Linked DNA regions of Mus musculus: all the other regions are linked to region 1. A link is a contact called in public ChIA-PET, HiChIP or PLAC-seq, Micro-C and promoter capture Hi-C data. All regions are on one chromosome and are shown on one strand. The core of a region is the stretch at or near the end of the contact, and the rest is flanking DNA. Distances in the headings are between cores, read along the strand shown.

What was found. Promoter capture Hi-C pulls out the DNA fragments that hold promoters and counts their contacts. Hi-C and Micro-C count contacts between places; a contact is called where the count stands out from the background. ChIA-PET counts read pairs in DNA pulled down with a chosen protein or histone mark. HiChIP or PLAC-seq counts read pairs in DNA pulled down with a chosen protein or histone mark.
Region 2: a contact with region 1 is called in an RNA polymerase II ChIA-PET map of memory CD8 T cells, with 377 read pairs. The contact joins the promoter of Hps6 here to the promoter of Trim8 in region 1. A contact is called at or near these places in 4 of 115 datasets of contacts at active chromatin or transcription factors (bone marrow-derived macrophages, double positive thymocytes, extraembryonic endoderm stem cells and 1 more) and 1 of 9 other capture datasets (adipose tissue).
Region 3: a contact with region 1 is called in a Micro-C map of embryonic stem cells, with 2.9 times the contacts expected there. The contact joins the promoter of Ldb1 here to the promoter of Trim8 in region 1. A contact is called at or near these places in 3 of 39 promoter capture datasets (embryonic stem cells, erythroid cells and pre-B cells), 11 of 484 Hi-C or Micro-C datasets (B cells, CD4 T cells, the G1E-ER4 cell line and 4 more), 16 of 115 datasets of contacts at active chromatin or transcription factors (the 230-238 cell line, the SCID.adh cell line, bone marrow-derived dendritic cells and 8 more) and 2 of 9 other capture datasets (adipose tissue and embryonic stem cells).
Region 4: a contact with region 1 is called in an H3K4me3 HiChIP or PLAC-seq map of bone marrow-derived macrophages, with 4 times the contacts expected there. The contact joins the enhancer-like site here to the promoter of Trim8 in region 1. A contact is called at or near these places in 2 of 115 datasets of contacts at active chromatin or transcription factors (bone marrow-derived macrophages and extraembryonic endoderm stem cells) and 1 of 9 other capture datasets (pancreatic islet).
Region 5: an RNA polymerase II ChIA-PET map of memory CD8 T cells shows a contact between it and region 1, with 83 read pairs. The contact joins the promoter of Gbf1 here to the promoter of Trim8 in region 1. A contact is called at or near these places in 4 of 484 Hi-C or Micro-C datasets (CD8 T cells, cerebral cortex, embryonic stem cells and 1 more) and 10 of 115 datasets of contacts at active chromatin or transcription factors (the SCID.adh cell line, bone marrow-derived dendritic cells, embryonic stem cells and 5 more).
Region 6: a contact with region 1 is called in a promoter capture Hi-C map of pre-B cells, with 4 times the contacts expected there. The contact joins the promoter of Nt5c2 here to the promoter of Trim8 in region 1. A contact is called at or near these places in 4 of 39 promoter capture datasets (cranial neural crest, liver, neutrophils and 1 more), 3 of 484 Hi-C or Micro-C datasets (embryonic stem cells and muscle stem cells), 5 of 115 datasets of contacts at active chromatin or transcription factors (bone marrow-derived macrophages, embryonic stem cells, extraembryonic endoderm stem cells and 1 more) and 1 of 9 other capture datasets (liver).
Region 7: a contact with region 1 is called in an H3K4me3 HiChIP or PLAC-seq map of bone marrow-derived macrophages, with 2.0 times the contacts expected there. The contact joins the enhancer-like site here to the promoter of Trim8 in region 1. A contact is called at or near these places in 2 of 39 promoter capture datasets (neutrophils and pre-B cells), 1 of 484 Hi-C or Micro-C datasets (muscle stem cells) and 7 of 115 datasets of contacts at active chromatin or transcription factors (bone marrow-derived macrophages, embryonic stem cells, extraembryonic endoderm stem cells and 3 more).

What each region holds. Positions count from the first base shown.
Region 1 is chr19:46,500,092-46,503,038 of GRCm38.p6, forward strand. It overlaps Trim8 (tripartite motif-containing 8), which reads left to right and starts at 1,557. Exons shown (of 6, transcript NM_053100.2): 1 at 1,557-2,922. The coding sequence starts at 2,353.
Region 2 is chr19:46,002,214-46,005,024 of GRCm38.p6, forward strand. It overlaps Hps6 (HPS6, biogenesis of lysosomal organelles complex 2 subunit 3), which reads left to right and starts at 1,265. Exons shown (of 1, transcript NM_176785.3): 1 at 1,265-2,811. The coding sequence starts at 1,413. All of the region lies in intron 1 of 4930505N22Rik (RIKEN cDNA 4930505N22 gene), which reads left to right.
Region 3 is chr19:46,043,647-46,046,612 of GRCm38.p6, forward strand. Ldb1 (LIM domain binding 1) reads right to left here and starts at 1,665. Exons shown (of 11, transcript NM_001113408.2): 1 at 1,184-1,665. The coding sequence starts at 1,208.
Region 4 is chr19:46,898,027-46,900,800 of GRCm38.p6, forward strand. It overlaps Nt5c2 (5'-nucleotidase, cytosolic II), which reads right to left. Exons shown (of 18, transcript NM_029810.5): 6 at 777-868; 7 at 596-653. Among named protein-coding and RNA genes, the nearest start is that of Nt5c2, 63 kb to the right of the region's middle. Within about 2 kb of position 1,430, at least 108 of the 459 cell types and tissues checked have an H3K27ac peak or open chromatin away from gene starts, as enhancers often do. A contact at or near this core is called in bone marrow-derived macrophages, extraembryonic endoderm stem cells and pancreatic islet, where this site is marked.
Region 5 is chr19:46,151,296-46,154,296 of GRCm38.p6, forward strand. It overlaps Gbf1 (golgi-specific brefeldin A-resistance factor 1), which reads left to right and starts at 1,263. Exons shown (of 40, transcript NM_178930.3): 1 at 1,263-1,497.
Region 6 is chr19:46,961,009-46,963,708 of GRCm38.p6, forward strand. Nt5c2 (5'-nucleotidase, cytosolic II) reads right to left here and starts at 1,300. Exons shown (of 18, transcript NM_029810.5): 1 at 1,264-1,300.
Region 7 is chr19:46,987,448-46,990,467 of GRCm38.p6, forward strand. It overlaps a transcript of Nt5c2 not described here. Among named protein-coding and RNA genes, the nearest start is that of Ina, 26 kb to the right of the region's middle. Within about 2 kb of position 1,469, at least 127 of the 459 cell types and tissues checked have an H3K27ac peak or open chromatin away from gene starts, as enhancers often do. A contact at or near this core is called in bone marrow-derived macrophages, embryonic stem cells, extraembryonic endoderm stem cells and 4 more, where this site is marked.

The DNA.
Region 1 (2,947 bases), core at 307-2,806:
GCCTCCCCCCCCCAACGCCCGTCTCCCCGCCCCCTTTCCGAGTAGCGGGACCAGCCTTGATGTAGGGACACCCCTTCCCCCCTCCTCTTCTATCGCCCTTATCCGGGAGCCCCGAGCGCCGCAATCCTCCTGCCTTCTCCCGCCCCCATCTTGCCCTCTTCACTCTGCTTCGAACCCATTGTATGCGGGGCAGCTGCGAACCGGGGCCGGAGACAGTGTGCCCAGTGTGCCCCGTCAGTGGGTCCCGCGGGCCGAGGCTCTCCCCCACCCGTGCTGCTCCAGGCAGAGGCGAGAGAGGCCCTTCCTCGCTGCGCTGGTGGCGGGGACCGGCGGGCCGCACCCCCAACCCCAGCGTGAGCCCCTAGTGTCCCTTCTTAGAGGGAAGAAAGCGGAGAGACCTGAGACAGAAAAAAAGCAGCTTCTAACTGCCCGGCCCGCTGATCATTTTTATTATCGAGATTATTATTAAAAGGGGGCGGGACCCCAGGATGCGGAGAAGGGGGCCAGAGACGCAGCTATTTCTATTAAACAGATTATTCTTGAAATAATACACGCAAGATGGCTGAAGGTGGCTGTGATGAGTGTTCGGGCTGGGGGGTGGTTTCTTCCTCTCCCCCCTTTTTTTTTCTTTTTTCTTTCTTTTTTTTTTCTTTTTTTTTTTTTTTTTTTTTGATCTAAGGATAAAGCTCTGAAGCGACAGCCGCAGCGGAGACCCTGCCCGGAGTGCCCGCCCTCCCCTCACTTGAGAAGCTGCGGGAGGACAAACGGACCCACGGACAGAGCGACGGGCGCGGGCCCGCCCCGGACGCGTCTCCCGGGCAGCGCTGGGGGCAGCAGGCGCTCGTCGTTCTGCCGACTTCTTCCAATTTTAATCTTTTTAAAAGATTTTTTTTTTTTTTTTGGAAAGGATCGGGATGGGTGGAGCAGAGGTAGAGAGAAATCAAGACTTGGCATTTTTCTCCTTCTCTCTCTCCTAATTTGTTGGAGACCACCAGCCCTCCCCTTGGAGGAAAAAAAAAATCCCACCAAAGGGAGGGTGGAAAAGCGAGCTACAGGACCCTCAAGCGCGCGCCCGGACCCCCAGTCCCCACCGCGGCCGCTGGGAGCTCAAGATGGCTGGGCGCTGAGGACGCACCCGGCCCGGCTGGCTCGGCCTGGCCCCGCCGCCGCCGCCGCAGGCTGGCTCCGACCGCAGCCCGGAGCCTTCCAGGCCGGAGCAGAGGCCGAGAAGAAAAGAAAGTGGGGGGGAGGGGTGGGGTGGGGGGGCGAAGGGGGAGGGCCGGGCGGGGGGAGGGGAGGGCCGGGAGCCGAGCCTCCTGTTCATTAGCAGTTGAGAAAAATTCCTTTCTAGTTTGATCAATCCTTGTTTTCCTCAGCGCAGGCGAGGCGCCCGCCCAGTGCGGGGACAGGGAGTGGGGTCTCTCCGCGGCGGGGGCGCCCTGCGCGGGGCCTCCAGGGAGCGCAGAAGTAGCGACGAGGGGGTCAGGCCGGAGCACCTCCCGGGCTTCTCCCTCCCTCCCTCCCTCCCTCCCTCCCTCCCTCCCTCTCTGGTTGCCTTTTTTTTTTTTTTTTTTTTTCCACTTCTCTCCCTCCCCCTTCCGTTTCTATTTGTGAAGGGAGGAGGAAGGCAGAGGCGGGCTGGTGTCTCTGGCCGGGGACTGGAATTTCATCTGAATGACTGCCCCAGCGCGCACGCAGCGCCCCGGAGTCGGCCCGCCCGCGCCCTGCCACCCGCAGCCGGCCGGCCAGCTGGGGGACGCCTGCGCCACGGCCCGGGGACCGCTGGCGCGCCTTGCTCGCCGGCTCCGGCTCTAGCCAGCCTCGGCGCGGCCGAACTAGCTTCCCGTGCCCCCTCGGACCTCGGCCGGGATCCAGGCGAGGAAGGCGCGGCTCGCACCAGCCAGAAGGTAGCCACTGTCGCCGCCAAAGGAAGAGTGCGGCTCCCCCGCTCGGTGCGCCGCGGGGCGCGCCCCGATGTCAGCCGCGGGGCCGAGCGCAGGCCGTGGGCCGCCGCTGCCCTAGCCGCGCTGCCCCGGAGGCGGCCTGTTATATGGAATTTGGACCACAGCGCTCTCCTCCAGGGCTGGTGCCCGGGCCGCGGCCCTGGCGCAGCCCGCCGCCTCCCGCTAGCCACTCGCCAGGAGGAGGAGACGCAGCCGGCGGCGCGCGCGGCGCGAGGACCCAGGCTCCCTCCTCTGGGGGGCGGGCACGCGGAAGGCGCTGGTGACTGAGCGACTGGCGCGGCCGGCGGGGACCGGAGCTCCGGGCTCGGTGGGTCCCCAGCTGTACCAGACGGATCCCCAGGGTTGGGGACTTAGAGAGGTCTACCCGGGCCCCCTGCCCGCAGCCGCCATGGCGGAGAATTGGAAGAACTGCTTTGAGGAGGAGCTCATCTGCCCCATCTGCCTGCACGTTTTCGTGGAACCGGTGCAGCTGCCATGCAAACATAACTTCTGCCGGGGCTGCATCGGCGAGGCTTGGGCCAAGGACAGTGGCCTTGTGCGCTGCCCGGAGTGCAACCAGGCCTACAATCAGAAGCCGGGCCTGGAGAAGAACCTGAAGCTCACCAACATCGTGGAGAAGTTCAACGCCCTGCACGTGGAGAAGCCGCCGACGGCACTGCACTGCGTGTTCTGTCGCCGCGGCCCCCCGCTGCCGGCACAGAAGGTCTGCCTGCGCTGCGAGGCTCCCTGCTGCCAGTCTCACGTGCAGACGCACCTGCAGCAGCCCTCCACCGCCCGCGGGCACCTCCTGGTGGAGGCGGACGACGTGCGGGCCTGGAGCTGCCCGCAGCACAACGCCTACCGCCTGTACCACTGCGAGGCCGAGCAGGTGGCTGTGTGCCAGTACTGCTGCTACTACAGCGGCGCGCATCAGGGACACTCGGTGTGTGACGTGGAGATACGGAGGAATGAGATACGGGCAAGTACACTGAACGCGTGCGAAC
Region 2 (2,811 bases), core at 15-2,514, 500 kb before region 1:
CCATTTAATGAGGGGCTTGCTTGCAGTTTCAGAGCATCAATCCATTATCATCATTGGCAGAGAGCACGGTGATGCACACGGCAGTGAAGCAGTAGCTAAGAGCTCCAGTCCCATCCACAGGCAGACGGGAACCTGGACCTGGCATGGGGGGTTGAAATCGCAAAGCTCACTGCCAGTGACACACTTCCTCCAAGGAGGCCACACATAACTAATCCCAGTTCTTCTCAGAGAGTGCCACTCTCTGATGACTAACTATTCAGATATATGCGTCTGTGGGAGACCATTCTTAGTCAAACCACCACAGGAACCACGTGGTACAAGGCAAGAACCAGCTCCGAAAGTTGTCCTCTGGCCTCTGAGTGGGTGTTGTGGCGTATGCCCATAATATTGCACGCACACAAACACAGACACACATAGATACACACACAAACACACACACATTCAATATAATTTAATTTAAATTTTTAATGAGGAAGGCAGTGAACAGGAACAAAGTAGAATAATATATATATGTGTAAAAATGCCAGCCATAGCTTGGTCAATAAAGTGCATACCTCAAAAGCTTAAGACGCTAATTCTATCCTCAATGCTTGGTATTGTGGTTCGAGTCTATAATCCCAGCGTGGGAGACTGAAGCAGGAGGATCTCCCGAGCTCATTGGCTGGCTAGCACAACCTAGTGGGTGAGAGGTCCTAGTGAAAGAAGTTCTCTCAAAACAGTGTAGAAGGTTGGCTTCTGAGGAAAGACACTGAGGCTGACCTCCAGCCTTCACAGGTGCACACAGGACTAAGAATATGGAGGAAGGGGATGCGATCATGAAATTCATTACTTTGTATGCTGACTTCAAATTTAAAACATATGTATAAAGACCAGGGATGGTAGTGATGAACTTTAATCACGGCACTTGGGAGGCAGAGACAGGAGAATCTCTGTGAATTTGTGGCCAGCCTGGTGAGCGGAGGGTTGTTAACCTTACAGTTTTTCCACTAAATTTCCAGGCGGTTGAGATTTGCTATTTGGTCAGGGCTGATACGGTGTCAGTACTCAACCACAAATAAGGTGAAAGAGCGAGGTTCAGAAAGAAGGGAGACGTTTTGAGACATTCTCACGGTGCCTAGGAAACTTGAATCCAGAGCGGGGACCCTTGGGTGCTGCGGATGCTCCTCCCTCGGACATCTTCCCGCAGCTCCGCCCCCGGCGCGCAGCGCTAGCGGGGCGTGCCCTGGGGCAATCCCGGACCTCGCCTGGCGGGGCGGGGCCGGGCGGAGTCGACGTTCAGTCCAGGGCTTGGCTCACCTCATTCACCAGGGACGGAAGTGTCAGCCCTGCACTCCCCCGGGTACCAGGACTAGCAGTCCGGCCTCGCCCCACTGGGCGATCAGGCCTTGGCTAGCTCCTGCGGCAGAGGCGTCATGAAGCGTGCAGGAACTCTGCGCCTGCTTTCGGATCTGAGCAACTTCACCGGCGCGGCCCGGCTCCGCGAGTTGTTGGCGGGGGACCCAGCTGTCCTAGTCCGCTGCAGCCCTGACGGCCGCCACTTGCTGCTATTAAGACCCCCCGGATCGCCCGCCCCACAGCTTCTAGTGGCTGTGCGTGGGCCCGGCCTGCCGCTGGAGCGTGCCTGGCCGGAGGGCGACCCCTCGCCGCTGGACGTCTTTTTCGTGCCGTGGCTGGCGCGACCCGCGCTGATCTTGGTATGGGAGAGTGGCCTAGCAGAGGTTTGGGGCGTGGGGATGGAGCCTGGATGGAAGCTACTTCAGAGCACTGAGCTGTGTCCGGATGGTGGAGCCCGCGTGATGGCCGTGGCCGCAACCCGAGGCCGCCTAGTTTGGTGCGAGGAGCGTCAGCCGGGTGTTAAGGACCAACCAGAGCAGCTTTCAACGGCCTTCAGCCACCGTGTGTGCTTCAAGACCCTGGAAACCAGCGGGGAGGCTGGCACCAAACTAGGCTGCACCCACATCCTGCTACACCATTGCCCCCTTTTTGGACTGATAGCCTCCCGCAAGGACCTCTTCCTGGTGCCTACTACCAACACTTGGTCTGGTGTGGCCCACCTTCTGCTCATCTGGAGCCCAAGCAAGGGGAAGGTAATAGTTGCTGCTCCATCTCTTGGTCTTTCACACAGTAAAAGCCTGAATCCCAAACAAGGGGACACTTGGGACTTCCGGACCCTGCTGCGAGGCCTTCCTGGATTCCTGTCCCCCAGGGAGCCACTGGCTGTACACACTTGGGCCCCATCTTCGCAGGGCTTGTTGTTGCTTGACTTGAAAGGGAAGGTGAGCCTAGTGCAGTGCCATGGTGGTACTCGAACCGTGGGAATCCTGCAGGAGGCCCCTGTAAGCCTAAAAGGGTCTGCAGCCCTGGGGACATTTCACGGCACTTTAGCCTGTGTCCTGGGCTCCACCTTGGAACTACTGGACATGAGCAGTGGGCGGCTGTTGGAAAAAAAGGTTCTCAGTACAGACAGAGTACATTTGCTGGAGCCTCCAGCCCCGGGCATGAAGAACGAGGAAGAGCTGGAGACCCGAGGAGCCCTACGATTGCTTTCAGCCTTGGGTCTCTTTTGTGTGTGTTGGGAAACTCCCCAAGGCCTTGAGCTGCCTTCAGACAAGGACCTGGTGTTTGAGGAGGCCTGTGGGTACTACCAGCGTCGGAGCCTTCGAGGTACCCAGCTTACCCCAGAAGAACTGAGACACAACAGCATGTTTCGGGCACCTCAGGCCCTGGCCTCCATCCTCCAGGGCCACCTGCCCCCGTCTACACTCCTGACAACCCTGAGGGCTGAGCTCCGGGATTATCGTAGTATAGAAC
Region 3 (2,966 bases), core at 415-2,914, 460 kb before region 1:
GAAGTGTGGGCCCAACCCAGTCCAACTTGGCCAGAGTCACGTGATTTCCAAAGAAGATTCTGCACTAGCAGCTTCCCTGGGGGGATTGTGTATTTGTATGAATGTTGGGGTGCGGGGATACGGCGGGGGGGGGGGGGCTCCTAGTTCTGAAGTTTAGGCTTCTCAGAATACAGGACATACAGAGGGGCAAGAGATCCAGCCAGGCTAGACCCAGGACACTGACCACTGACTTTCTAGAGAAAGCTGCCTCCATCCTGGAAGGAAGGCCAGTTTGAGGACACAGAGTTATAAGGAAGGGGACCGACTATATTCTGGGATTCTCTTTAGACTAACCTCTCCCATCACATGGCTCAACTGTTCCCTCCTAGCACTTGTGGCCTTATACCCCGACCGTACAAGAAAAATCTCAAGGCACTCTCAGACACAGGTGTTCCCTGGCAAGCTCTGATACCTGTTAGAGAGGGTTGTGATTTGAATTTGAGTCCTCAAGTTTTCACTGGGGGGGGGGTGTCAAGCATTGCTCCCCCAACTCGAATCTGCAAACCACTCTTAACTTCACGGCCTACCTGGAACTGCTACACTCCCCCTCCCACGAAGACTGAGATAGCAGACCCAAGGGCCCAATTATCTGACACCCCCTAGGAGTGCTTTTTGTCCCTCAGGAGGGCCAACCTACCCTGGCAACAGACAGGAAAAGTTAAAGGGGGGTAAGATGGGCTCCAATCAACTCCTCCCCCAAACAGCATCCTAAGAAACAGCCCGAGGGGGGGAATGTCACAAAATATGTAAGAGGCAATAAACAGCAGGGAAGGGGGGGAAACCCAAATCAGCCAATCAGAACTCTACGATGACCTGAGGGGGGGGTCAAAAGTCCAAAGTCACTTCTGATTGGCTAACACCCTGGAATTCTGGGAATTTCAGTCCCCCCCCATCCCTCCCCAGTTAGCCTCCCCCCCCTCAAAAAAAAATTACAAGCCATCCTTAGCACCCCCTTCCCGTGCCGCTGGGCTGCTGCGTATTTATACAGATGAGAAAACCCGGCCCCGATCGAGGCCCCTCTAACTCTATACAGCCCCCGACCCCCACCATGCCTTCGATGCCCCCCACATACAAATCCTCTCCAAACCAGGGGTTAGGGGGCCGAAAGGGAGGGAGGGGCCAGGCGGCCTCGAGACCCACTCACCAGGACAGGCACAGCCCACTGACATCTTCACATCGCCCGCCGCTGGGGGCCCAGCCGAGTCACGATGCCCGCCCCTCGCAGGGACAGGCCGGGCATGAGCCGCTGCCGCCGCCCGCGGCCCCCGATGCCCGCGCCGCCGGCCCGGCCCGGCCTCTGCCCGGTGCGGGCCGCCCCTGCCTGCAGCGAGGGGCCTGTCAGGCGCGGAGCAGACAGGAAGGAAGCCAGGCAGGAAGGCGAGCTGCCTCTGCGTGTGTACGCGCGGGTGTGCGTCCCCGGAGTGTGTGTCCGTGTGTGCGCGTGTGCGTGTGCGTGTCTGTGCGCTCCCGCCGCCCTCCCCGCCGCCGCCCTCGCGCTCGCTCCCGTTCGTTCGCGCGTCCTCTCCCTCTCGCAAGCGCCGGCTCTCCGGCCAGAGTCGGGCTGGGCCGGGCTTTATTAATATGCTAATTGTCCTGGTAGTGGGAGGGGAGAGCCGTGTCAAAGTGACCCGGGCGAGCGCGGCGCGAGCGGCGACGTGCGTGCGCCGCGCGGCGAGGGGCAGGGAGCGCTCCCGGGAACGGCATGCGTGTGACGCAGCTCTTAAAAAACGAGACGGAGGCAGAGACCCCGGCGAGGGCGGGCGCCGGGGAGCGGGAGGAGGCGAAGCCTCACGCTCGGCGTCCGTCCTCCGGGTGCGCGGGGTTGGGAGCGTGGCTGAGCGGGAGCGGGGATTGGGGGAGGCGGAGCCTGGGTGGGTAGTGAGGTGTACCCTCTCTCCACCCCCGGGAGGGATGGGGCGCTGACCCCTGCCTGTGCTCTTTGCGGAGACCCTGTGTGGCGCGCTCCACCCGAAGCTGGGTGGGAAAAGGAGCACTCTCCTAATTCTCAGAGCAACCCCTAGACTCATCCCCTTTCTAAATTAACCAGACCATGCCTGCTAAACCAGTTGGGACTAGAGCTAAAAGGGTTAATTAAGAAGGGACCCCACCCTCCCCCGCCTAAGGGCCTGAGGTCCGCATTTTGCAAGGGGACACAAGGGCTGTGGTATGACCATTAGGCTGGGAAGGGGGGGAGCACTACCAAAGCCATCCTTTCCTCTTGCAGGCTCTGACGCACCAGTTAAGACACTTCCCTTCCCCCACTTTCTTCTTCCAGCCCTGGAGCCTTCTACCCACCCACCCCCATCCTCCGCCCCCTGGAAGCAGCTCCCTGTTTTGGAGGTGGAGAACAGGAAACCTACTCCTTCAGTGCCCCCTACCCATAGGGGCAGAGGCCGCGGGGAGGGTTGGGGGTGGGGCATCCTGGACAGTCAGTCTATCTTCCAAAGGGAGAACCCTCCCAACCTTCAGGCAGTCCTCAAGGACTCCTCAACCCAACCCATGGAAGGGAAGAACTCTTCCATCCCTTCTCCAAAGCCCAGCCCTAGCTGCCTCATAAACAGGAAATACCTATTAGCAGGGAGGAGGGGAGCTGCTAGAAGGAGTTCGGGGGGGGGGTGTCCCCCAAGCCTTAGCTTCTCTTAAGCTTCGTGGTGTATTCCCTGGGTAGATTCTGGGGGCTGGTATTCCCTGTCTAAGGTATCTGAACTAGACTGGTTACACTGGCTTCCCTCTTCCCTTTGTTGCTAAAATGGGGATTGTTTGAAAAAGGTGTTTGATTTCCCTACCCCGATTTAGGAGTTTGCACAGCTGGCTTGACTGTCCAGGGGAGAGTTACAAAGGTGGAGGTTAAGGTGCCATGAGACCACATATCCCAACCTTAGGGGTTTTTTTTGTTTTTTTTTGTTTTTGTTTTTTGGCTAAGGAGC
Region 4 (2,774 bases), core at 180-2,679, 400 kb after region 1:
TTCCACCAAACTGCCCTCAAGTGGGTAAGGCCTCAGATATGAAGTTAGCAGACTCTAACACAGAGGCTGTTACACATCAAGCAATGGCCACACAGCTCCCCAGAAGGAAAGGCTAACCTGTGAAGACTTAGGCAAATTTTTGCTTTACAGAAAATAAACACTATTTTATTCCTTGGTGAGCTCTTGCTGGGCCTGGGAATGAAGCTACATGAGCATCCCGGGATGGCTCCTGGGCAGCTGCTGTGAAATGAGTCGGGGGTTTCAGTGCAACTCTGCTTGGACAGATAAGCATCACACAAACCTCCCACTCAGTTGTCACAATTAGCACCTCTGCTGGCCGTCTTCAATCCCAGTCACAAGTGGTCCCTTCCAAACATGGCTGCAGCACACTGGCAAGGAGAGGGGCCGTGTGGGAGGTGAGAGCCTGCATGGAGCTGCTGGCGCTGTCCATCTCTCAGGCTGGCAATGTGGCATCTCTCACTAGCACTAAATTCACTTTAGAAAAGCAGAAAAGACCTACAATGGCCAGTTCTCTAAAACCCTGTACATTAATTTAAAAATCAACTGGATGAAGAAAATTGTAATATAAACATACCTGGTGTATCTGGGACAATTAGTAAAAAAATCTACGAGGCAGGCCAACAGGTAGGTCTCTGAAAATGAAGAAAAGGTATGAATAAGCTGTAAGTACCATAATCAAGCTGATTTACTCAGCTTCCTGGAAGACATGGCCCTGGAACAAAGGGGCAGTGTGCAGAGTAAGCAGAGGTGTCTACCTGGGAGATTGAATAGTGTGTTCAGAATGTAAAACCGTTCAGTGTCATCTCGTTGGATAAATTTATTTGGATACTGCTCTCTAGTTTCTGGTCTGTAAGAAAATGTAAAAAAAAATTAATTGATATACAAAAAGTTAACAACTGTAGGAAATCATCACTATTCAATGCTTTATTAAAATATGTTGATGGCTATGTGAAAGACAAGAGTTCATATATTAAATGTGAGCAGCTGTGAACAGGCTCAGGGTGAGCCCTTCAACAGCTCTCTTCATAGACAGCACCCAGGGCTCTCCCTGTGCTAGGGAGGTAACTTAAGAACACACAACCCAACCTCTACAAGAAGGCCGTGGGGAACTCTTAAGACTGAAGGGGAACTACTGAGCTTCAAATGTTTAAGGAGACTAATGCATGAACAGGTGCTCACCCTGGAATCCCAGCGCTGGCAGCCAGGCCAGCCAGGGTGACACAGGGAAGCCTTGTCTCAAAACAAATAAATAAAATTTTAAGATAAAATAAGTCTAAAAGCAGAAGGAAGTGACTGCAAAGAGAGGCAAGGACAACCCAGAAAGGATTCCTGTCGGTGCTGGTGTGCTGGCTCTGCTGCAACACCTAAGTGGACACTTCCTCTCCTGGATGAAGTGTGGAACAAAGAGCAAGCCTTCCTTACCGTCTGAGCTGTGCTTTTCTCTGTTCCTCTTTACTGAAAGCGGGCCAACTTCTGACCTGACCTACTTAATTTGCAAGGCCAGCCCCTATCAGTAAAGTGCTTGCCATGCAGACACGAGGAGGAACTTTTGTTTAGAATCCCAATGCCCATGTAAGTGCCAAGCACTGCAGTGTGTGCCTGTAACCCTAGCCATGGGGAAGGAAGAAAGAAGGGTCGAGTGGAACTCTGCTCACCATTCAAGCAAAAGCAAGGACAGTATCTCAAATAAGCTGGAGAGTGACTGAGAACACACCTGCACATACATCCCCACAAAGACAAAGAAAACAAATATAAAGCTTATACACAGTGTAAGCTGGGTAAATTCCTACTTAAGTTACTTAACTTCAAATGGTATGGACTCTAGTCACGACCATAAAATCATAGTAGTTTCTTGGTTAGTAACCCCTTTCATCACCCTTATGAAACAAAGTTTCTAATCAATTCAAGACTAAGTAGAAAGCCATCTCTCTGGCTTTCTGGCAGAAGGGGGCAACACTAGCATGCCCTCCCTCCAGCCAGTGAGTGAAGGCTGGCTTAGACAATCACGGGTGCAGCTGCTGTGGCAATCACAACTCAGACTGACTGATAACTAGGTTAGTCATCGCATTCCCGGTCAGGGGAAGACAATGCATCATACATATCAGAAGAAAACAGTCTACTTGGAATTGGAAGGAACACTGGCATGTTTTGTGACCTGCAGCCCCAGGCTAACAAGGTGTGACAAAGGTAGATGGACGTTGACCTCCTTTTTAGCTCATTGCCACTGCACCTTAAAAACTGAAATGTCCCACCATGTTCATTCTCTCCCTAATATCTTTTCCTTTTGCACTAAGCGTAAATGAATCTACGTTTACCCACAAATGACTTATTTTTGAAATACTACCAAAAGTATTTCCAAAGAAGGTACACTGAAACTTTATGTATAGCAGGTTGATGTGGACTTAGTATTAGGTCTATCTTATACCATATAATTTACAAAATGATAATAGCTGTGTTCAATTTATATTTTGAGAGTCTTTTTTTTTTTATAATTAAACAGAAAGGGTGAAATGTTGCAGGATATTAGGGCAGTGGCAGGCTTGTGATTGGACAGGAAAAGGGAGGAGGAGCTAAGAGTTGTGGAGACAGAGAGGGAGGAGGGAGAAGAACCAGAATGGTGTTATCGAAAGGTTATAATAATTGAGTTAAAGTTTTATCAGTATCAATTAGCCCTGAAACTATTGTATTGGCATTTTTGTAAATTGTGATCTTTTTGTTATATAAATCTAACTGTATAATTAAGCTTTAAGAGT
Region 5 (3,001 bases), core at 13-2,512, 350 kb before region 1:
AGTCTCACCTGTCCGCATTTCGAAGGAAAATGGGAAATCATCATCATCATCATCATCATCTTCTTCTTCTTCTTCTTCTTCTTCTTCTTCTTCTTCTTCTTCTTCTTCTTCTTCTTCTTCTTCTTCTTCTTCTTCTTCTTCCTCTTCTTCCTCTTCTTCCTCTTCTTCTTCTTCTTCTTCTTCTTCTTCTTCTTCTTCTTCTTCTTCTTCTTCTTCTTCTTCTTCTTCTTCTTCTTCTTCTTTTTGTTAACGATGTGGACTAATGGTGTGAGATTAGGCCCTCAGACTTGATCCTCATACACCTCCACCAATCGTTCATTAAGATTTGTCCAAGGCTTAATAGGAAGGGCTGAACTGAGAGTCATATAGCCCTATGGAGTAAGGTATACCAAGTATTGAGGGAGGCTGGAGAGATGGTTTAGTGGCTAAGAGCATTATCTTAAAATAGACAAATTCTTTCTTTTTAAAAAGAAGTATTAAGTACCCCCATGCCCCTTACTCTCCGCACCGAATTGGCTGGGGTAGGTGTATGTTTTTCTCTGCTATGCATGGATCCAGCTTTCCTCGGTAGAACTCTTTCCACGTCTGGAAAATGAGGATACTCTAATTAGGTATCCAAGATTTCTGCTACCATTTTCTCTATTTCTGGATGGTAGGAATGGAGTAGAAAATGCAAAAATCAGAGTTAGGATGAGACAGGCACATATACCCAAGTGGGGCACAGAAGACAGGAGGGCGTAGGCAAGATTGCACGGGCCGGATTTAGGAACGCGTTTCAACCCCAGACCTGCCTGGAAAGAGAGCGATCCCTAAAGTAGTAAAGCCCAGGTGACTTTGGTAGGATGAAGTTGGGGGAGTAGGGTCGCCCGCTCAAGCTCTCAAAACGGACCCCGCCCCCTTTCCAGCAAATCATAGCCTTCCTGCCCAGGATGCCCAGCAGCCACTGCTAAACAGCGCACTGCAACCGAACCCTATCTGACCCCACCTCTTCAACCGCCCAGCACAATTTTTCATTGTTTATTGGCTTCTGTAACTGTCAGTCAGAGAATCCTCGTATCCGTTGGCTGTCCCCTACCTACTCTTCTTTCCCTTGTAATCTGGTCTCTTTGGGCATTGCACGCCTCCCAGAGCTAATTTCTTTCTTCGATTGGATAGTCGGAATGCCACTTTTCAGAGTGCCACGCTCTGATTGGCTGAGCGCGGCAGGACTCTCGCAGTTACCAGGCAGCGGGCTAGACTGAGGCTAGTTACCACGTCAGTGAGCTGACAGGGAAGGTAGCCGGCACCACCGAGCGTCCCGGCCCACTTACTCCAGCCTGCAGTGAGGTCTCACCCTGAAGTTAGGGTTGCCTTCCAGAAGACAGGATCCTTCCCTTCTCTCACTCGCCGCCGGCGCCGGGAGAGCGGCCGGGAGACGCCTCCGGGGCCAGGCTGGACATGAGCTGCGGCTGCCGCCGGTTCTGGGACTAGGCCCCGCCATTTTGGATCCGCTGACAGGTCAGCGAAGTCTCTTCTTAGAGTTCCAGCGTCGTGAGGGCCTCCTGACGTTGCCATCAAGAATAAGGAGGAAGGGTCCTTCGGTTGGGCGAAGCGGCCTGGGCGATGGGCTTAGTGGGAAGAAGTAAACCCAGAGGACTGATGTGAGAGGGAGTTGGGAGGTGTGCAGGGGCCAAAGGTCAGACCCTTGTCCCCGAGGGGTGTTTCAGCTCCACCTGTGACTCGGTGGATGCTAGAATCTGTTTTTGTTTTTGTTTGTTTGTTTGTTTGTTTTCCCTAGGCATAATCTGGCCTGCAGCTCTTCTTTTTCAGACCCTTCTGCACCCTAAAGTCCTCAACATCTGAAAGCAAAATTAAGGATGGTTTCAGGGTTTAGAGAGTGAATCTTTTCAGATTCTGTACATCTGTCACTTCGGGGTGACTGCGTCCTAGCACAACTGAAGCGCCCCATTAATCCTGAAAGATGAGCCAGCTCAGTTTGGATTAGGTAGTCAGAAGGCATAGAAGACTGGAGGCAGCCGCCTGAGAACCTGGCCTGTAAGATCTTGCTTTTACAGGATAGCTCAGCTGTCACCAGGGGTCTGCATGTAAACACCTTTCTTTCTTTTTGAGTCAGGTTCTTTCTGTGTAGCTCTGGTTTTTCTGGAATTCACTATGTAGACCAGGCTGGCCTTGGATTTACAAAGATCCACCTCCTTCTGCCTTAAACTCTTTAGGTGTGTGTTATGGGTAGGCATTTACCCACTGTAACTCCCTTCTTTTTAAGGATATGAGGTTTGATCCCAAGGCAGCCACTCTTTTGTGACACATTTGATTGAGAGTTAAGAGGGGTTTGAATACTGATAAGGCTTGGTCCTGGTGGTCTATTTATTTTTAGTAGGTGAAAAATCATGAAAAGGGCTGGAGGGAGACGTAGCTGGTTGAGTGTTTGCCTTGCATGTATGGAGTCCTTGAGTTCAGTCCCTAGCACTTCATAAACTGGGCATGTTGGTCCACATCTGTAATTATTCCCTACTTGGGAGATGGAAACACGAGGGTTAGCCCTGACATTCAAGGTTATCCTCAGCTACTTCTTGAGTTAGAGGCCAGCCTGGGCCAAGTGAGACACTGTCTTTAGCAAAGAGACAAGTTAGGAGAGTTGTTCTGCTCCTTGTGGTAGGGTCAGGGAAACAGAGTGAATGGTAGGGCACAACCCGAAAGAGTGTAGTTTATGGCCCAGTAGTGACCTTTGACATTGCTGTGTCATAAACTGGTGAAGTCCTTCGAAGGTAAAGAGTACGTTAGAGATGAGAGACAATGTAGTGTTTCCTGAGTGCAGAAGCTCATATCAAGAACCCTAGGTACAAGTAAGCCTTATGGAGTATATAAACGGGAAAACCTGCTCTGGGATCGCTCAGTTTACACAGAGTCTTGCAGTAGTGGGGATGGGACCCTAGGGTCCCATATGGTATAGTCAGGCAGTCTACCACCGAGCTATACCCAGAGCTAGTGCGCTCTCTCTCTC
Region 6 (2,700 bases), core at 50-2,549, 460 kb after region 1:
GGTGGAACAAGCCTATTAATATCTGTTAGGGACCTGGAAGAGAAAGATCCCAAGTTCGAGGCCACTAGGGTACAGAGCCTGTTCGAGGCCTACAAACAGGTTCATATTGTAATGGAAATGCTCTTCGGAAGCAAGCCGGGAAGCATCAATCCTTGTATCAACAGCCCAGCATAACCACCTTGCCACTACGAGCACCCGCAACGATTTTATTGCAATTTTTAACCAGCTGGTTTGTTAAACTGAACCTCTAAGCCCTGATGTCTTCTCTTACATTCTTAGCCATTGATGGAAAATGCTAAGGTGACTATGTGAAAGACCTGAAGTCTTTCTGTACTCACTACGTCTACGATAAATGGCACCGTTTTAACATCCTCCCCCTACACATGACGGCCAAAGGAATTTGCATCCCTTAAGAAAAATTATAGGTCTACGGTCATTATGAAACAATGTGCGGGGGGGGGGGGGGCGCAGAGAAGTGGTGGGGAACACGCAACCGTGTTGAGTGACTAGTCATTTCAGAGTGCTCTATTAGAGCACAGCCCTCGACTACCGAGGCTGTGAAACAAATCCGACACAAACCTTCATCTAATGCTTTTAAAGGCTGCGGCCAGGCAAAGCCAACCGCTCAAAACGCTGTTCTTGTAACAGGCCCCACTTCTGCATCTCGCCCTGCAGGGCTTCGGGGGCCCCAGAAAAAAAAAGGCGAGGGACAAACCGCCTCCAAACGTCTTTAGGCGAGACTTGCAATTGATGTGAGCTTTCCAGGAAGTACTGCGCACCACAAAACTGGCTCGTGGGCCATTCCGCGGGCAGATCCAAACCCTGCCAGGCTCGCAGCCCATGAGGGGAGCCCCGCACCCGCCTCACGAGAACTGAGGCCAGGCTGCCAGCCCAGAGAGACCAGGGGAACCGAGAGCGGCGCCTGCCCGCCCACTCCGCGAGAAAGGCGGGGTCCCAGCTAGCGGACGCTGGGAAACAATGGCGCGAGCATGACGTGGGCCGGGGGCGTCGCCGCCGCGCGGGGAAGGGGCTGCGGCGGGCCGGGGGCGCCCGGGCCGGGGGCGTGCGCCACGCCGGGGCGCTGAGGCCGCGGGCGCGCGGGCAGATCTGGGCCGGGGTAGGGAGCCCTGAGGAAAGGGACGCCGGGCGGACGGCGGGGGCCGCTGGGTCGCGCGCTGGGCCGCGCATCCTCCCCAGCCTGCTCGCTCGCCGCCCGCCCGCTCCAAGCCCCCTCCCGCCCGCCGCGGGTGCCGCCGCACTCACCGGCCGCACCGCACGGCAGCAATCCTAGCGCGCAACTGCCGCAGCCGCCTCGGCGCGCGCCCTCCCCGCCCCCGCCGCCCCGGCACCGCCCCCAGCTCGCGCCCGGCCAGGGACCGGCGCTCTGTTCCTTACCCGGGCTCCGCCGCAGAAGCCGGCCGCGGCGATGCTCCCTGGCGGGCGGTCCTGTCTCAGGGCCCCTCACAGGGCTCGGGGAACTTCCCACCACAGAACTCCCAGAGCTGCTAAACTCCGAGGGTGATGCACGTTAACAACCTATCCATTTCCTAGGAATAACCACCTCTTGGCTTTTTGCCTGCTCCCCTCAGCACACTCCTGGCTGCCCCGCCCCTACCTTAGGTGACCACGCCTACTCTGCGAGAGGCTTTCCCTAAGGTGGGAAGAGTGTGTCCCTTACTCCTAGCAGCTTACTCCTAGACAAACGAACCAGAGGGTCTCCCTGGAAGACCTTGAACTCAACTCCATGATAATCATAGGGACCAGCTTTGGGGTTTATCAGAATGAGTTCAAATCCTAGTTTCACTACTTACCCAGGGAACCAACCAAGGAACCTGACTACACACAGTTGATTTATCCGAGATATTATTGATAGAATGAAACAATACAGACTCCAGGCTTAGTTCTGGATCCTAGCAAACAATAAATAGTAGTTGAATACACTGACACCCGTTACCGTACTTCACTACAAGACAGCCCACCCACTATGTCCAGAACACTGCATTCCTTAGTCTGGGCAGCTCTGGAATTCATCGCAAAGACCAAATTCTAGTCCTGGGAGCCTCGGAAAAGCAACTGATCTACTGGTTCTTCGACCTTGGACTTTGCCCAAGATCTTCCCGAGTTGGGGATATTTGATCCCTCCCATTGTTTTTCCTCTGTCCTAATTCTGAGGATCTTTGTCTTTCTCTCAGGCATTTGGCTGATTTGATTTTGATTTCCTTTAGATGGTATCATCCAAGACTAAGCCAAGTTTTGTAGTACCATCATAATCAAGGAGGACTATGGCTTCCACTTTGTAACAGCGCCTTGCATTTGTGCAGTAAAGTTCTCAGTGAACACTAAGTATGGTAGCTTGCCGGGAGTCCTAGCTTCTGGAGATGCTAGGACTAAGGCAAGAGGATTACGTGAGCCCAGAATTTGAAGTTAACCTGAGCAACATAATGAAAGAAAGAAAAAAGGGAGAGGAAGCAATGGTGAGGGGGGGGGGGGGAACAAGGAAGAAAGAGGAGGAAGGAGAAGAAAATGAAAAAGAGAAGAAAGTTCTTGGCAGACATACTACTGACTCATTACACTTGCAGTCAACCTGAACCACAGGGTGTTTTTGAAAACAGGAGGGCTCTGCTAACAGCTTCTACTTACCCTCCTGTGCCTTTCACCCTGCCTAGGTCAGCTGAGGATAAGCCCCTATTAGGCTTTTCA
Region 7 (3,020 bases), core at 219-2,718, 490 kb after region 1:
GTGTGTGTGCGCGCGCGCGCGCACACACACATGTAGCAGCTGGAAGACAATCTCGGGTTTCATCATCAGGCCATCTGCCTCCTTGGAGACTGAGCCTTTTCCTGACTAGACAGCCCCAGGGATCCTCCTGTCTCTGCCACTCCAACGATGGGATTACAAGGGCACACCATCACACCCAAAAATCTTTACATAGGTTCTGGGGATTGAACTCAGATCCTGTGCAAGCATTTTACCAACCGAGCCATCTCCGAAGCCCAAGGCCATTTATTTTCAAAGAGAGATGCAGGCAGGCAGGCAGGCAGGCAGGCAGGCAGTTGGGAGCAGGCTTGGGTATTGGGGAAGTAAGCAGGCTAAAGACAGGACGTTCTGGCCAGAAACCAGAAGGCTGGCATTGCTGAGCCCCAGTGTCATGACAAGATCCGGGGTGTGCCTGACTGAAGTGGCAGTCATGTCGTCACAGGTCGGGAATGGTGAAGTGATTCAAGTCTGGTAGTTCAACATAGTCTCTACATGCAAGGAGCTGAAGCAGGGGGATTGGTGTGAGTTTGAGGTCATGGGTGGGATATGCAGGCAATTACAGATCAGGACAGATTGTAAAATGACATCCTGCTTTTAAAAATATATAATAACCAAGAATCTGAAATAAATGATCCTCAGGAATCAGAAAATAAGTGTCTGGTAAGTTCTGTCTTCGGAGGGTTGAAGAAAAGGCCCAAGTAGGGAAAGTGGCTACAACTCAACCGCTCAGGTCAGGAAATGCTGTGGTCTTGCTTGAACAAACGGTCCTTACGCTACAGCCTCCACGAGAGTCAGTACAACTATCCAAACACAGATTCGCGGGGCCAACAGTGGCTGTGCTCTGGGGCTAAGGAGCTACATTCTAAATTCAGCTGCTCTGGGGTCCAGAAATCATGTCGTTAATGACTCTGAAGATGGTGGTTCACGGCGCTGAGAAGCCGTGCTCACAGAGAGGAAGAACAATGAGTTGGCAGAAATTCTGGTCAGCTCTATATCGCGCTGAGGAATAAGGAGCTCAATTTACAAGTCCCCTCTGGGAAAGAAAACACTAACAAAATGCGTTTTAGAAAGACAAGGCAGTTTTAATGAAAAGGGGTGCCACGCCCTGAAGAGACCCAGGGGTCTCCCCCTCCCCCCCAGGGAAAGTCATTGTGCAGAAAGATAAAACTGTTCTGTACCCATTACCCAGCCGCACCCTCCTGCACTCCTAGGAGACTGCTCTGCTGAGCAGATAAGTAGTGTGGTCTCTAACAACCACACAAAAGACCTGCACAGAGCCAGGTGGGGGCACTGCCTGCTGTAAAGGTCTGCCTGAGTCACCCCTGACAGGAACCAGCTTCTCCTAGCCCTGGAGTTTTCTTCACTATCTGTGATTGGGCTCCCCTAGTCTCTGGGCAAAAGAAAGAAAGAATAAATATTAACTAAAGGTGCAGCTGTGGCAGGGTGCCCAGGCACTCCCCTCCCTTCAGCCTCCTTGCCCCCTGACCCAGAGGCTGGAACCAACCGCTGGGCTCTCAGGTTCATGATCTGCTTGGCTGCTCCTGCAGAAAGAGGGGAGAGGCGAGCATTTCTCTGCATAGCCCTGGATGGCAACCAGCCATTCATTGGCGGGAGGGGCCTTTACAGGTGGCTAAAGTGATGTATAGTCACTGCTGGGGCCTCCTGGACTCAAGTAGCTGACCCATATGATCTCCAAGTCAGCCAAAGCCAAGGCCCACATTCCTTCCATGTGTTACACTTCACCAGTTGTTACATTGTGTTATATTGTGTTACATTATGTTACATTAACCAGTAGCCAGCTAAGCAGATTGTATTCGTCACTGGGTGGTAGGGTGGGATAATTAGAGACCCAGTGATAAATTATTTGTTCAATGAGAATAATAATGCCTGCCTCACTCCTTGGCTATTGAATTAAAGAGATGTTAAAGAAATGAAAACTAAAGAAATAAATTCGTAAGTATTTTTTTTTTAAAAACATCTTTCAGGATGGGGAGATGGCCTTGTGGGTAGATACCCAGAAGCCATTGCAGTAGTGTGCATTGCTGAACTGCGTCCTGCCTTGCCGCTGGGATGCCTGGGCACAGCTGGCATGCAGCTCGGGGGAGGCAGAACGAAGTCCCCAGAATGGTGGTCTGCTGCGGGGTCTGGGACCTATGCCGTGGTTCCCAGTCTCCTATGTACCTGGGCGCCACTGGCATACAGCTGGGAGTCGGGGCACAGGGTCCATGGTCCATGCTTCCCCTTGGGGCATCCATGCACTGGACAGGAAGGGGAAGACAGAGTCCAGGAAGGGCGGGACCAGTCTGATTACAAGTGAGCTCTGGAAGAAGAGAGAGAAGGACTTCTTCGGGAGTTTAGGCGAGGCTCTTTAAGATGAAGGCCTTCCCCGCAGCTTGCTTGGTCATATTGGTTTATTTGATGGTGGATATTAATTGCATACACTTCACTCAGGGTGAACCGGGGATCAAATACCTTTTGCGGGAAGGAGTGCACAGGAAGGGAAGCTAATTGGCTGAACCCTCAGGGGCTTATCTAGGTACCTCATTAGTGTGGAGTACTTGAGGTTTTTTATGCCACATGACTGATCACCACGGTCCTCAGTGGGGTGTTGTGGTTTCTGTTCCAGGGCAGGTAGAGGCGGCAGGGAACGGCTCCGCTCCTGCCGGTCTCAATCCCGAGATCCCTGGGACTTGCGCTCACTCAGCCTGACCACTTCTCATGCCTGCCTGGTAACAAGCTCCCATATGCCCTACAGTGCATCATCCTAGCATTTCTACAGCAACACAGACAGAAGAATTCCCAGACGCTTGTGGGCCACTTACCCTAGGGTTGCACCAGAGAACAAGAGACCCTATTTCAAACAAGATGGGATGCAAAGACCAACATCCAAAGTTGTTTCTGATCTCTACATGTGAGCCAGGGCAGGTGTGGTGCCCACACTCACAGACATGAAAACACACGTGCATGCACACACAAACACACAGACACACCAGACAGATACA